Linked DNA regions of Mus musculus: all the other regions are linked to region 1. The links are chromatin contacts, called in public promoter capture Hi-C maps. All regions are on one chromosome and are shown on one strand. The core of a region is the stretch at or near the end of the contact, and the rest is flanking DNA. Distances in the headings are between cores, read along the strand shown. Region 1 holds the start of Ddx3y (DEAD box helicase 3, Y-linked). Region 2 holds the start of Eif2s3y (eukaryotic translation initiation factor 2, subunit 3, structural gene Y-linked). Region 3 holds the start of Kdm5d (lysine (K)-specific demethylase 5D).

What was found. Capture Hi-C pulls out chosen DNA fragments and counts their contacts.
Region 2: a promoter capture Hi-C map of adipose tissue shows a contact between it and region 1. The contact joins the promoter of Eif2s3y here to the promoter of Ddx3y in region 1. A contact is called at or near these places in 2 of 39 promoter capture datasets (cranial neural crest and hippocampal neurons), 7 of 484 Hi-C or Micro-C datasets (Th1 cells, cerebral cortex, germinal center B cells and 4 more), 1 of 115 datasets of contacts at active chromatin or transcription factors (stem cell-derived neural progenitor cells) and 2 of 9 other capture datasets (adipose tissue and liver).
Region 3: a promoter capture Hi-C map of liver shows a contact between it and region 1. The contact joins the promoter of Kdm5d here to the promoter of Ddx3y in region 1. A contact is called at or near these places in 1 of 39 promoter capture datasets (hippocampal neurons), 2 of 484 Hi-C or Micro-C datasets (pre-pro-B cells and rod photoreceptor), 2 of 115 datasets of contacts at active chromatin or transcription factors (the 230-238 cell line and bone marrow-derived dendritic cells) and 3 of 9 other capture datasets (adipose tissue, liver and pancreatic islet).

The regions. Positions count from the first base shown.
Region 1 is chrY:1,285,064-1,289,154 of GRCm38.p6, reverse strand. Ddx3y (DEAD box helicase 3, Y-linked) reads left to right here and starts at 2,542. Exons shown (of 17, transcript NM_012008.2): 1 at 2,542-2,676. The coding sequence starts at 2,632.
Region 2 is chrY:1,008,368-1,012,558 of GRCm38.p6, reverse strand. It overlaps Eif2s3y (eukaryotic translation initiation factor 2, subunit 3, structural gene Y-linked), which reads right to left and starts at 1,964. Exons shown (of 12, transcript NM_012011.2): 1 at 1,874-1,964; 2 at 1,236-1,299; 3 at 592-719; 4 at 390-511. The coding sequence starts at 1,942.
Region 3 is chrY:895,263-899,730 of GRCm38.p6, reverse strand. Kdm5d (lysine (K)-specific demethylase 5D) reads right to left here and starts at 1,943. Exons shown (of 26, transcript NM_011419.3): 1 at 1,616-1,943; 2 at 1,104-1,181; 3 at 181-303. The coding sequence starts at 1,765.

The DNA of each region.
Region 1 (4,091 bases), core at 1,293-3,792:
CAACCAACAGATTGGGAAAAGATCTTTACCAAACATCGAATAGAGGGCTAATATCCAATAAATAAAAAGAACTCAAAAAGTTAGACTCCAGAGAACCAAATAACTCTATTTTTTAAAAAATGGAGTTGAGAGCTAAACTTAATATGCACAACTGAGGGATGTTAAATGGCTGAGAAGGACCTAAAGAAATGTTCGACATACTTAGTCATCAGGGAAATGCAAATCAAAACAACCCTGAGATTCCACCTCACACCAGTCAGACTGGCTAAGTTCAAAAACTCAGGTGACAGCAGATGCTGGCAAGGTTGTGGAGAAAGAGGAACACTCCTCCATTGTTGGTGATAGTACAAGCTGGTACAACCACTCTGAATATGAGTTTGGAGGTTCTTCAGAAAACTGGAGTTAGTACTATTTGAAGATCCAGCAATACACTCCTAGGCACATACCCAGAAGATGCTCCAACATGTAATAAGGGCACATGCTCCACTATGTTCATAGCAGCCTTATTTATAATACCCAGAAGCTGAAAAGAACCCAGATGTCCCTCAAAAGAGGAATGGATACAGAAAATATGGGACATTTACACAATGGAGTACTACTCAGGAGTTAAAAACAATGACCTCATGAAATTCTTAGGCAAATGGATGGAACTAGAAAATATCATCCTGAGTAAGGTAACCCTGTCACAAAAGAACACAAATGATATGTACTCACTGATAAGTGTATGTTAACCCAAAAGTTCAGAATACCCAAGATGCAATTCACAGACCACATGAAACTCATAAAGATGAAAGACAAAAGTGTGGATACTTCGATCCTTTTTAGAAGTGGGAACAAAATACAGGAGCAAATACAGAGACAACGTGTGGAGCAGAGACTGAAGAAAAGGCCATTTAGTGACTGCCCCACCTGGAGATCCATCCAATGTACAGTCACCAAACCCAGACACTATTGTGGGTGCCAACAAGAGCTTGCTGACAGAATCCTGATATAGCTGTCTCCTGAGAGGCTCTGCCAGTGCCTGACAAATACAAAAGTGGATTCTCTCAGCCTACCATTGGACTGAACACAGCGTCCCCAATGAAGGAGCTAGAAAAAGTACCCAAGGAGCCAAAGGGATTTGAAGCCCCAACATTATGAACCAACCAGACGACCAGACCCTAGAAATCCCAGGGATTAAACCACCCACCAAAGAGCAGACATGGTGGAACTCATGGCTCCAGCAAGATATGTAGCAGAGGATGGCCTAGTCAGTCATAAATGTGAGGAAAGGACCTTGGTCCTGTGAAGGTTCTATGCCCCAGTATAGGGAAATGCCAGGGACAGGAATGGGGGTGGGGGTGGGGTTTGGGGGGGGGGGTGAGAAGGGGTTTCAGAGGGGAAACCAGGAAAGGGGATAACATTTGAAAAGTAAATAATGAAAATATCTAATAAAAGGAAAAAAGGAAAATGAAAGAGATGTTTAATAAAAATAAAATAAACTCAAACAAAAATCTTAGAAGTGGTAATAGCCAGGCATAATGGCAATGCCTTTAATCCCAGCACTTGAGAATCAGAGTCAGGGAGATCTCTATGGATCTGAGACCAGCCTGGTCTATGACAGCCAGGGCAGTACATTGAGACCCTATCTTGGGGGGGGGGGGGGGAGTTCGTGGATGCAGCAATTTGAATATTGACAGCAAGAAACTCTTTAGGGGATGATACAAAATTTGCATTAATCTCCAGTTTTGTTAGAAAGGAGAAAGTACTTGTAAATAGTGTGTCATAGCTGTTGATTTCTTTATAGTAAAGTCATATGAAATTAATTTCCTCCTCTACCTGAAATGTACAAAGTGAAAAGGGTTGAGGCATTAAAACTATGTATATTTTCTATTTTTGCGCACTGAAACTCCCTACTATCACTTGTAAACTAAACAGACAATTCTGTTACATGTGCTTCAAACATTTATAATTCTTTGTGTAACCAAGAAAATTATTCACAATTCCACAACCCAAGGTATGTAAAAACACAGTTCAGCCAGTCTTAGGGACTAGAAAAGTAACCTAAATGAGTGGGCTGAAACCTATACCATCATCTGTATAATTTTTATTGTTTTCTCAGCCAAAAGAAATCTCCTTGTTTTCACTAATAGAACTAGGAAACCTAGAATAGTTCAGCAGAGACTACCATTTATACCTTTTATTTTTTGTGAAGCTTCCAAAAATTAGTAAGGTTATATTAGTAAAGGCTAATTTTAGTAAAATTTCTATTCTCGCACCTGAAAAGGAAATAGAAAGGAGCTATTAGAAAAAAGGAAAGCTGGTGGGAAGCCGGATAATTAAACTGACTGGTATGCTTAAGATCCTTCAACTGAAGAAAGTTCCAAGTTTAGATAATCTTTGGACAGCAGCAGCGGTGGGGTTAAATCCCGTTACTTAAACTCTAGTTAAAGAAGAAGAAATACCACCGGCAGTTAAATAGTGGCTCCACGTTGTACGAATTGACGAGAGAGTCGTGCGTCTTGCGTGATGACGCAAACTCGTCAGTACGTTTGGGCGTATCCAAAACTGTGTACGTAAGCTCTTGCGTTCACCGTGAGGAAACAGGTCTACGGTGGCTGTTCCGTGAGAAGTTCTCAATTTTTTTCAGCAATGAGTCAAGTGGCAGCGGAAAGTACGGCCGGCCTGGACCAGCAAGTAAGTTGAACCTATATATAAGACGCTCCTTCTTCCCCTTTGTTTTAACTTGGCCATGGCGCAGTATTAACTAAACGCTTAAACTCTTGTGTTGTCTGTACTGGAGTTCTGGCGCCCCATAAAAATCTGAAAAGTAATGAAACTGAACAAAATGGCGTAGATGAGAAAAGAGGGGATAGCAATGACATTACAGATTTCTCTACAGGCTTCGCATAATGGCGGCTTTTATTTGCGAACCGGAGTTTCTTCAAATATTTGTTTGGCGGTGCATTAAAGGGAACTTGTTTTCTCTCTAAATCTTGGAATTATTGTGTTCCCCTCGGGTGGCCCTAATTCCTGAAGTTTGTGAGTTTTTGTAAGTCCATAAAAGCACTGACGCCATCAATTTTGGTTGGCGTTTAGAAAATGCGGCCTTGTAATGGAGGAAATGGCGGCGGGTTAAGCCCTGCTGCTGTCCTGTCGGGCATAATCAGCGAACCAATGAAGGCGAGGGTTCCATTTACATTTTCCTGATAATCTGATAATGTTTTACCACAGTAGTCCCTTTACCTCTTTCCAGCAGTAGAGGAGCCTTTTTCCCCCCTCTTGAGTTCTGTGACGCAGACAAGGTTTCTCTGTGTAGCCCTGGCTGCCTAAAACTTGCTCAGTAGCAGGCTGGCCCACAAACTTCACCTGCCTCTGCCTCCAATTGCTCGGACTAAAGGTATGTGCCGGCACCACCATCGGTTCTTGTTGGGTTTTTCTTAAACCCTAGGTTACACAACAAAGTATTTAAATATTTCGTTGGCGTTGTTGGGCAAAAAACAGATTTTATTTATTTTTTTTTTATCCAGTGCCCTCTTCTGTAGGCACCAATAATGCATGTTATTCAGGTTGGGGAGGGGAGAGAATATCTTCTTTAGGACATAAAGTAATTAAAGAATCTTATCTTAAGACATGAATTTTATTTTTTTCTTAACCCTTAAAGCTAAAACTTCTGAATGCCTTACCTTTTAATTTCATATTCATTTGTGTTTTGCCTGTATGTACTCTCAGTGTGAGAGTGTCAGATCCTATGGAACTGGAGTTAGAGACTCCAGAGTTGGGAGTGAGCTGCCATGTACATTCTGGAAGTCCTCTAGAAGAGCAGCCTGTGTTTTTAACCACCGAGCTGTTTCCAGCTGCCTACATTTTTTTAAATTGATTTTTATCTTATGTATTCAAGTGTTTGCTTGCACTTATATGTATGTCTATACATCGTATGTTTGCTTGTTAGCCCTTGGACATTAGAAGAGGTTGTCATATATCCTGGAAGTAAAATTATAGAGAGAGCCAAATTTGAGGAAGGGAACCTGGGTTCTCTGCAAACGCACAAAATTTTAAGTTGCTGAGAAGTCAAGATGCTATTTTGCCACACCAACGGAAGGTGGAGAGCT
Region 2 (4,191 bases), core at 715-3,214, 280 kb after region 1:
GTTTTATTGTCTGCTATTAAATCTATCAAGTTTGAGGGGGAAAACATGAGATATCTGGAAAAAAGAAAATTTTATCTAATGACTTCATCCCTATATAGCAAATCTTATGATTTGTACAAACTAGTTTTGGAGATTTGAACAAATGGTTTTAAAATTATATTTACAGATAAGTAATTTTTTTTTTGAAGTGGTTTATAGATGGTTGATGCAGCCCTTAAAAAAAATTTAGGCTACTAAGCAACTGTCACATCTCCTAGAGAAAAGATATTAGTTAAGTTGTTTTTTTTTTTTTTAACCCACAGTTTACTAAAATAGAAATTTGTATCAATCTGACCTTTAATTAATTACTTAATAATTCTAATTATTTCATTAAGCATTGAAATAATCACCTGACTAGTCTGAAGTTTCCTTTGGTCCCTGGAATATCTGAAGGAAACTCATCAGGTGTACTACTTCCACAAGATCTGTAACATTCTGGTCGAGGACAACTTGAGTCATCAAGCTTATAAATCTGAAAATTTCAAAGACAATAATGAATTTTTGTAATAATTACTAATTAAATAGTTCCTACTTCCACAGTATATTACGTACTTTGGCATTAGCATATCCAAGTTTTATGGTAATATTCCTTTCTAGTTCATTTTTGAATCGGACAGTGTGAACACCAGAAATGGCTTTTACAACTGTAGATTTTCCATGAGCAACATGACCAATTGTGCCTACAAAAAACAAAAAGCTGTTATGCACATAACTACAGCAAGTACTTTAGACTTTATATTATGCATTTATATAAATATAACGTACAATGATATAATGTTAATTTCACCTTTTCACAAACCCTGTTTTCAAATATAACTGAAAAGTACTTTTTTACTATTGGTTAAACTTAAATGCAAGCATTTAATACCAGCACTTTGGAGGCACAGACGGGTAGACCTCTGTGAGCCTGAGACACTCACTTAATCTACAAAGCAAGACTACAAAGTGAGATCCTATCTATCTTCCAAAAGTTCCCTTTTAAAACACCCAAGTCTCGAGGATGTCAGCTTCCAGATTCCTGTGATTTCTGGAATATCTGATGGGAATTCTTTAGGTAACTACTTTTACAAGATCTGTAGCATTCTAACTGGGACAATTGGAGTCTGATAACTTCAAAGAAAATACAGAATTATCTATTGCCATAATCAACAATTAGATCAGAATAGTTTCAACTACCAATTAACAGTTGTTCTTACCTATATTAATTGTGGCTTGTCTGCTGATAATTTCACGTGAAAGCGGAGTCAACTTGGTAACATCCTGCAAGGAGACATTTTTAAGACCATTGCCTTTCAGGAGAAACCAACGTTTTCCTATAACCCATGGGTTTACAATACACATCTCCTTCCTGATCCTATTTTTAAAGGGGTTTTTCCTGTCTCTATCTTACTTTTTAAATTATTTTTAGAAATGTACGGAGAGAAACAGATGTTCTGGAGGTACATTTTCGTAGCAATCTTTAAAGGATTTTAGCGGTCGAGAAAACTAAAAAAAGAACATTATTCTCCGTACAAAATCAATTCAGTTTCACTACATCAGAGCTCGCGGACTTCGACGAAGGTAAAAACTTTTTTTCACGTATTTATAACAAGATTAACGTTTAAACTGTTTATCATATGATCCCCTCTCAAACCGTCTGAGGTTTAAAAAAAAAAAAAAGCCACATTAATAAAGCCTCAACGACAAGCTCTCGGTTCCAGGGTTTGGTCACTGACTGAAATACAGTCGGTATCACCGGTCTCCTTTCTCGCGCCCCAAAACTGCCAGGACAACCTAAACCCAACGCTTTCCCCACTATGGACTTTACATAGCAGTTCAGGAAGGAAAATCTCACCAAAGTGGCAAGATCCTGACGAGAAAGATGCGGCTGCCCGAGAGTGACACCGGCTTCTCCGCCCGCCATCTTGCTCACGAAAGAAGGAAGTGGCTGTGGCCTCCGCTGTCGCGTCACAAAACGCACAAGCCTATGGGCGGGGCTGTAAAATGGCGGATTAAAGGCTGACTAAGAATCTGGCCTGGAAGAACGGGCAGTAAACATAGGTGTAGCCTTATTACGAGGACTTTACTCTGACTGACTTTGTATATTGAGTTGTACGAAACTTACTAAAAAACAATATATAAAGTTCAACAGCTACTTGCCATGGACTTCATAACTATTAGTGCAGGCAACGTCAAGGGCAGCCCCAGTGAAAGCCCCACCCCATCCTAACCTCCATCCCAACCCCTACCCTCACCCCCAACTACGGGGCGGGATTAAAGGTAGCCTCTTGTTTTAGGTTCCATTAGTGTCTCAGACACTTGAATTTTAATGTGAGCGATCAGATTACTTTCTGATTTCTTTTACTAACCCTAACCCTAATTTATTTGCTCAGATGATAATTTAGTTTAATACATCTAGATTGACTGAAGGGTATTTTGTGGTCTTTCTGGACACAAGACGGCTGGTGGATTTTTGGTGAAGAGTTAGGTACCTGCAGAGCAGGGAAAATACCAAAACTGGAGAGCTTGCAATTAATATGCAACACGGTAGAAGTTATTTACATCGTTTAAGACAAAGAATAATAACAAAAAGAACTTGTAAAAACAAATCCAAAAACTGGCGAGCGAGCGAGCGAGCGAGCGAGCGAGAGAGAGAGAGAGAGAGAGAGAGAGAGAGAGAGAGAGAGAGAGAGAGAGAGAGAGAGACACGGAGGGACGGAGAGAGAGACGGAGAGAGACCGAGAGAGAGAGAGAGAGAGAGAGAGAGAGACACGGAGGGACGGAGGGAGAGACGGAGAGAGAGACGGAGAGAGACCGAGAGAGAGACAGAGAGAGAGAGAGAGAGAGAGAGAGAGAGAGAGAGAGAGAGAGAGAGAGAGGGAGAGAGGGAGGGAGAGAGAGAGCGAGGGAGGGAGGGAGGGAGGGAGGGAGGGAGAGACAGAGAGACCGAGAGAGACAGAGAGAGAGACAGAGAGACCGAGAGAGACAGAGAGAGAGAGACAGAGACAGAGAGAGAGAGAGAGAGACGGAGAGAGAGAGAGAGAGACCGAGAAAAGGGGAGGGTAGGCAGGCGTCAAGAGGGAGAGAGAGGACAAGGAAACATAACAAACAAACCCAACAACAACAACTAACAAAACAAACAAACAAAACAAAAGAGCCTGGCGTGGTGGCACACGCAGCACTTGGGAGGCAGAGGCAGGCGGATTTTTGGTCTACAGAGTGAGTTCCAGGGCTATACAGAGAAACCCTGTCTCGAAAAACCAAAACCAACCAAACAAACAAACAAAAACAAAAACAAAACAACAATAAAAAACTGCTTTAATAGAAATAACTATATTTATACATCTATATTTGATATTTAATTTTGGTGAAATAATTTAGGAGGCAAATATCTGTTTAAAAGTAAATATGAGGGTTGTGAAATGGCTCATTGGGTAAGAGCTCTGACTGCTCTTCTGAAGGTCTTGAGTTCAAATCCTAGCAACCACATGGTGGCTCACAACCATCTGTAATGAGATCTGACTCCTTCATCTGGTGTGTCTAAAGACAGCAACAGTGTACTTATTTATAATAATAAGTAAACCTTTTTTTTTTTAAAGTAAATATGGTTTTAATCCTAATACAGGGTCCTGGGAATTTATTTGTTCATGGCAAACTTGATCTGCATAGCAAGTTTCAGGGCAACATGAACTTTATAAACATGATTTCAAAAAACTAAATAGCAAAAAGCAAGGAAACAAAACACAAGGTAGAGGCAAATTTATGCTTAAGAATACTTGAAGCTGGCTGGGGAGATGGCTCAGTGGTTAAGAACACTGACTGCTCTTCCAAAGGTCCTGAGTTCAAATCCCACAACCACATGGTGGCTCACAACCATCCATAATGAGATCTGATGCCCTCTTCTGATGCATCTAAAGAAAGCTACAGTGTACTTAGACATAATAATAAATAAATGTTAAAAAAAAAGAATACTTGGAACTAAAAATATACCTCAGTGGTTAAAGTGCTTTGCTTTGTTTGCAGTTTTAGTTTCCTAGTGATGTTAACATCAAGAAAAGTAGAGGCAGGAGGATCAGAAGTTTAAGGTAGTACTTGTGGTCACATGGAGACATCCTTGAATATATGAAATCCTAAAAGAAAAGAGAGAGAGAGAGAAACCTTATTTGATCTTAT
Region 3 (4,468 bases), core at 694-3,193, 390 kb after region 1:
CCTCCAGTGACCCTTAATGCAGGAAACATAGCATGTCCTTCAAATATCACTTCCTTAACCACTGTATAACTCATATCAGGGTTGTTGCCAGGTTATATTGTACTCCTTTCTAAGCAAATATAAATGGAAGTATGTTTTATAGTTATGGCTTATTTTTTCTCAAATGTTAACTAATCTTACCTTATTAAGGCTGTAAAGGTCCAAGATCTTCCTCTCCACATTAGGTATCTTTAAGGAAGAACCTTGAATTTCCCAGAACTTTGCAATCTGATCCAAATAGTTCAGTTTTACTCTGGTCTGGGCCTGGGAAAGAAAACGGTCAATAAATTAGAACTACTTTTTGCCCCCACTTTGTACTTATCTTTCCTTGCTTTTTTAAAAAATATTTTAAAATTATAATAGCATCATTGCCCCCTTAAACAAACTGGTATGCTACTCCTTGTGAGGCACTATTTCTCCCACTTTTAGTCTTCCTTAGTGCCCTGTAGTTATTTGTCTAAGGTGAGGCCTCCTTAGTTTTCTACTTTTAATAGTACCATACTATTGGTGTCATTCCTGTTTAGATCATGTTTCCACTCCCATGTTGATAAGACTTCTCAACCTCAAAGCAAACTTTCATTTCCTCTGCTCTTTCAATATCACTACTCCCTCTTCCACAATAATCTCTTAAGACCTAGGTGCAGGAAGGAATAAACTAGAAAAGTAAAAGGCAGCCACTTCAGAGTGGGTATGAGGAAGCAATAGAGGAGACTAGAAGGATGTAAGTAACCTTAAAAAAGAAATAAGAAAAACGGAGTATGGAACTTTAATTATACCTCTTGTATAACTTATTTTTTTATTTTTAGGCAAAGGTTATCCTATCTTTACTTTCTTTGTAGCTTTAACCTTAGTCTATCATATAATGGAATGTTGAAACCTTCATGTTCTGGAATTTTATAAACCTATATTGTGTTTTAAAGAAGGCACTGTCATAAATTAATATTTTTAAGAAATGATATGTGGGGTTGCAATAAACAATGTTTGATATCAGAAACTAAATACAAGTCATTGTTGTAACAGCAAAGATTAGAATTCCAATTGTTATATAAAAGCACATTTCTTACCTCCAGTTCATTTAGCCTCTGAATTCGAGGAGTAAATCTGAAGTTATCAACTTCTACAGCAAAAGGAGGTTGCCAATCCTAGAAGCCAATTAGTAGTAGTTCATGGTAAAACTATGTGAATGCATGTCCTGCCAATCAACAGATATTTAACCTGAAGCAAGGATCCCACACCCTTTTCATTTTACTTGAAACTGAGAAAGTGACCAATAAATATAACAATATAAACTTGTATAATATATTTTTCCAGTTATAAATGAGACTGCTAGTATACTGAATTTTTCTTAGTTGAAACATGGTACAGACAACCCATTAACTGAAAATGTATTAACTGCACATCTGCAGAAGCATTTCAAGTTCTAACCACAAGGAATCTGGATGGCTGGAGGACTTTTCTACAGTATGAAAGGAGTAGGTAAAAAGATTCAAAACGCCTACATAAATCTAAGGCCTTGTTAAGGGATCATCATCATCATCATCATCATCATCATCATCATCTCATTTCAGAGGCTTACCGCAGGTGGGCGTATCTTGCAAATGCCTGATTTCTCCGCAATGGGTCTGATTTTAGCTATATAGCCAAGAGGATCGCGGAATTCCGCCCAACTGGGCTCAAACACAGGGCACTCAGGCGGCGGTAGAAAGTCGTCAGATCCTGGCTTCATGTTCGCTCAAAACGCGGTTATAAAAAGTGATTCGATATTAAAGGGCGAATGGAATTGCCTACTCACTGCGTGGCACCCAGGAACTTTATTTTCTTCTAAATTTCAGAGTTTGCTTAATTCCACATTCTTACAAATATTCACCTCCTCGTTCGGTTCCACCATTTTTAGATCACAATGTGACACGAGATGTGTCGCTCCGCTGACTTATTTTTCAAGCGTTATTTATAAATCTGGAAGTCGTTTCACACATAGGTAAAAGTTGAAGCTACAGAAACGAAACGACCAAAGGAAAACAGACACAAACTAATTTATCTTCTTCATTAAACTGTATTTAAAAAAGAAAAAAAAACCGACTGCTTAGATAAATACTTAGCCGGATCTTTTTTCTTTTAAAGATATCACTGCACGCGAGCGCCTGCGCAGTAGAAAGCTAACAACCCGGAAGCAATTTGGCTGCGCTAAAGTGTCTGCCGGAACTCCCTCTTTATGAAAATAGTAACAGGGGTTCTCTTCTCTCTTCTCTTTCTCTTCTCTTCTCTTTCTCTTCTCTTCTCTTCTCTTCTCTTCTCTTCTCTTCTCTTCTCTTCTCTTCTCTTCTCTTCTCTTCTCTTCTCTTCTCTTCTCTTCTCTTCTCTTCTCTTCTCTTCCCTTCTCTCCTTTTTATTTTATTGGTTTTTTTTTTGGGGGGGGGAGAGGGGATTTTTTTTTTTTTGTCCTTACTCGACCAAGTGGCAAGACCTTGACTTTGTGGAAGTTAGTCGGTGACTATAATTCTAGTGCCCCAGTATTTCCATGCACATTATTTAACACTGTACTTGCTATGCATACATTTATTATAATATTTATACATATTCAAGATTAAATTTCACAACAATATCTTCCATAAAAAACTGAAATTTAGCCGGGCGTGGTGGTGCACACCTTTAATCCCAGCACTTGGGAGGCAGGATTTCTGAGTTCAAGGCCAGTCTAGTCTACAGAGTGAGTTCCAGGACAGTTAGGGCTACACAGAGAAACCCTGACTCGAAAAACGAAAACAACCAAATAACCAAACAACCACCCCCTCCCCCCAAATGTAATACCGGACATACTGTATGGAGAATAGGTATGTTATTTACATGCACAAGTACTGGTAAGTAAATCTTTTACTACATGAAAAACTAAGAAAACTTTCTGAGATACTCAGAAATAAAGTTTGTTGCTTTTTTAAGGTAGCAGACACAATTTTGAACAAACAGAAAACCATATTCTCTCTGGAAAATCATCATGACAGATTTTCTTCCTCTCTTTCTCTCTCTCTCTCTCTCTCTCTCTCTCTCTCTCTCTCTCTCTCTCTCTCTCTCTCTCTCTCTCTCTCTCTCCCTCCCTCCCTCCCTCCCTCCCTCCCTCCCTCCCTCCCTCCCTCTCTCTCTCTCTCTCTCTCTCCTCCTTTCTCTTCCTCTCTCTGTTTAAGCAAAGAATTCCACTATTTATGCTGAACAAGCTGTGTAGACCTCATTAAATTACTTTTTGCTTTTTAAACACCCTGTTCTACATTTCAGTTTTTAACTGTGTTTATAACTTTTTACATGTCTGTTACTAAGGGAAATCCAAGTACTTTGCAGTTTTATAATCTTCGAAGATTTTCCTTCCTTTTTTCTTTCTTTTGTCTTATTTTTGTTTCTGTTGTGCCTCAATAAAGTAGGTAAACACATCTGGTTGGTTTTCAACCCAAGATAAGGAAGGGGGTGGTGGAGGTGGTGGTGTCTATTTTACACATCAAAGCAGACCTAGCCTCCAGGTTCTCCCTATCTGGCACACCCTCCCTTCCCCCCTCCCCCATCTTGAACTTCCCAGCCCAGCGGCTGGGCTGTCCTTCTCCCAGTGGCTCTTCCCTATGCATTCCAGACAGTATGGTAGATCTTCTTCTCTTCTCTCTGCCTGGGTGCCCTTTTTCTCTTTTCCCCACCAACATACACTTCCCATGGCAACTTCTATAGCCTCCTTTTTTGAGGCCAGCACACTTACCCGAGAGCAGTTTCCCAGAAAACCTACATGTAATATAATCTAATTTGTATTAAGTTGGCTTATTTCACTGGCAGAGAAATAACCTATGAATACCTCAACACCACCTTTATACTTTCAAATTCATTATGTAATATCCTTTCTTGTATATTTTGAACAATATACACACAAAAAATCTTTCTCCTGAGTCACTCTCTGTCCCTGCAACTCTTAGCTCTGCCTCCCTTTTCCCTGTCCTCCTGCTGCACTTATATTTTAATGTTATTGGACAGAGAAAATCCTGCCACTGGCCTTGGACAACATGCTTGGTTATAGATGATGACTGATTCAGGCTTCATATCCCTCATTGCTATTAATCTTATCTAGGGTCACCTTCTTAGATTTCAGCGATTTTCCATTGCACAAAGTTTCTTTCTTTTCTTTTCTTTTCTTTTCTTTTCTTTTCTTTTCTTTTCTTTTCTTTTCTTTTCTTTTCTTTTCTTTCTCTTTTTTTTTCAAGACAGGGTTTCTCTATATAGCCCTGGCTGTCCTGGAACTCACTTTGTAGACCAGGCTGGCCTCAAACTCAGAAATCTGTCTGCCTCTGCCTCCCAAGTGCCCAAGTGCTGGGATTAAAGGTGTGCACCATGCCACACCAACACACCCCGCCGCAAAGTTTCTACCTTGACTGGAAAATGCATTCCAATTTTACTTGTCTTC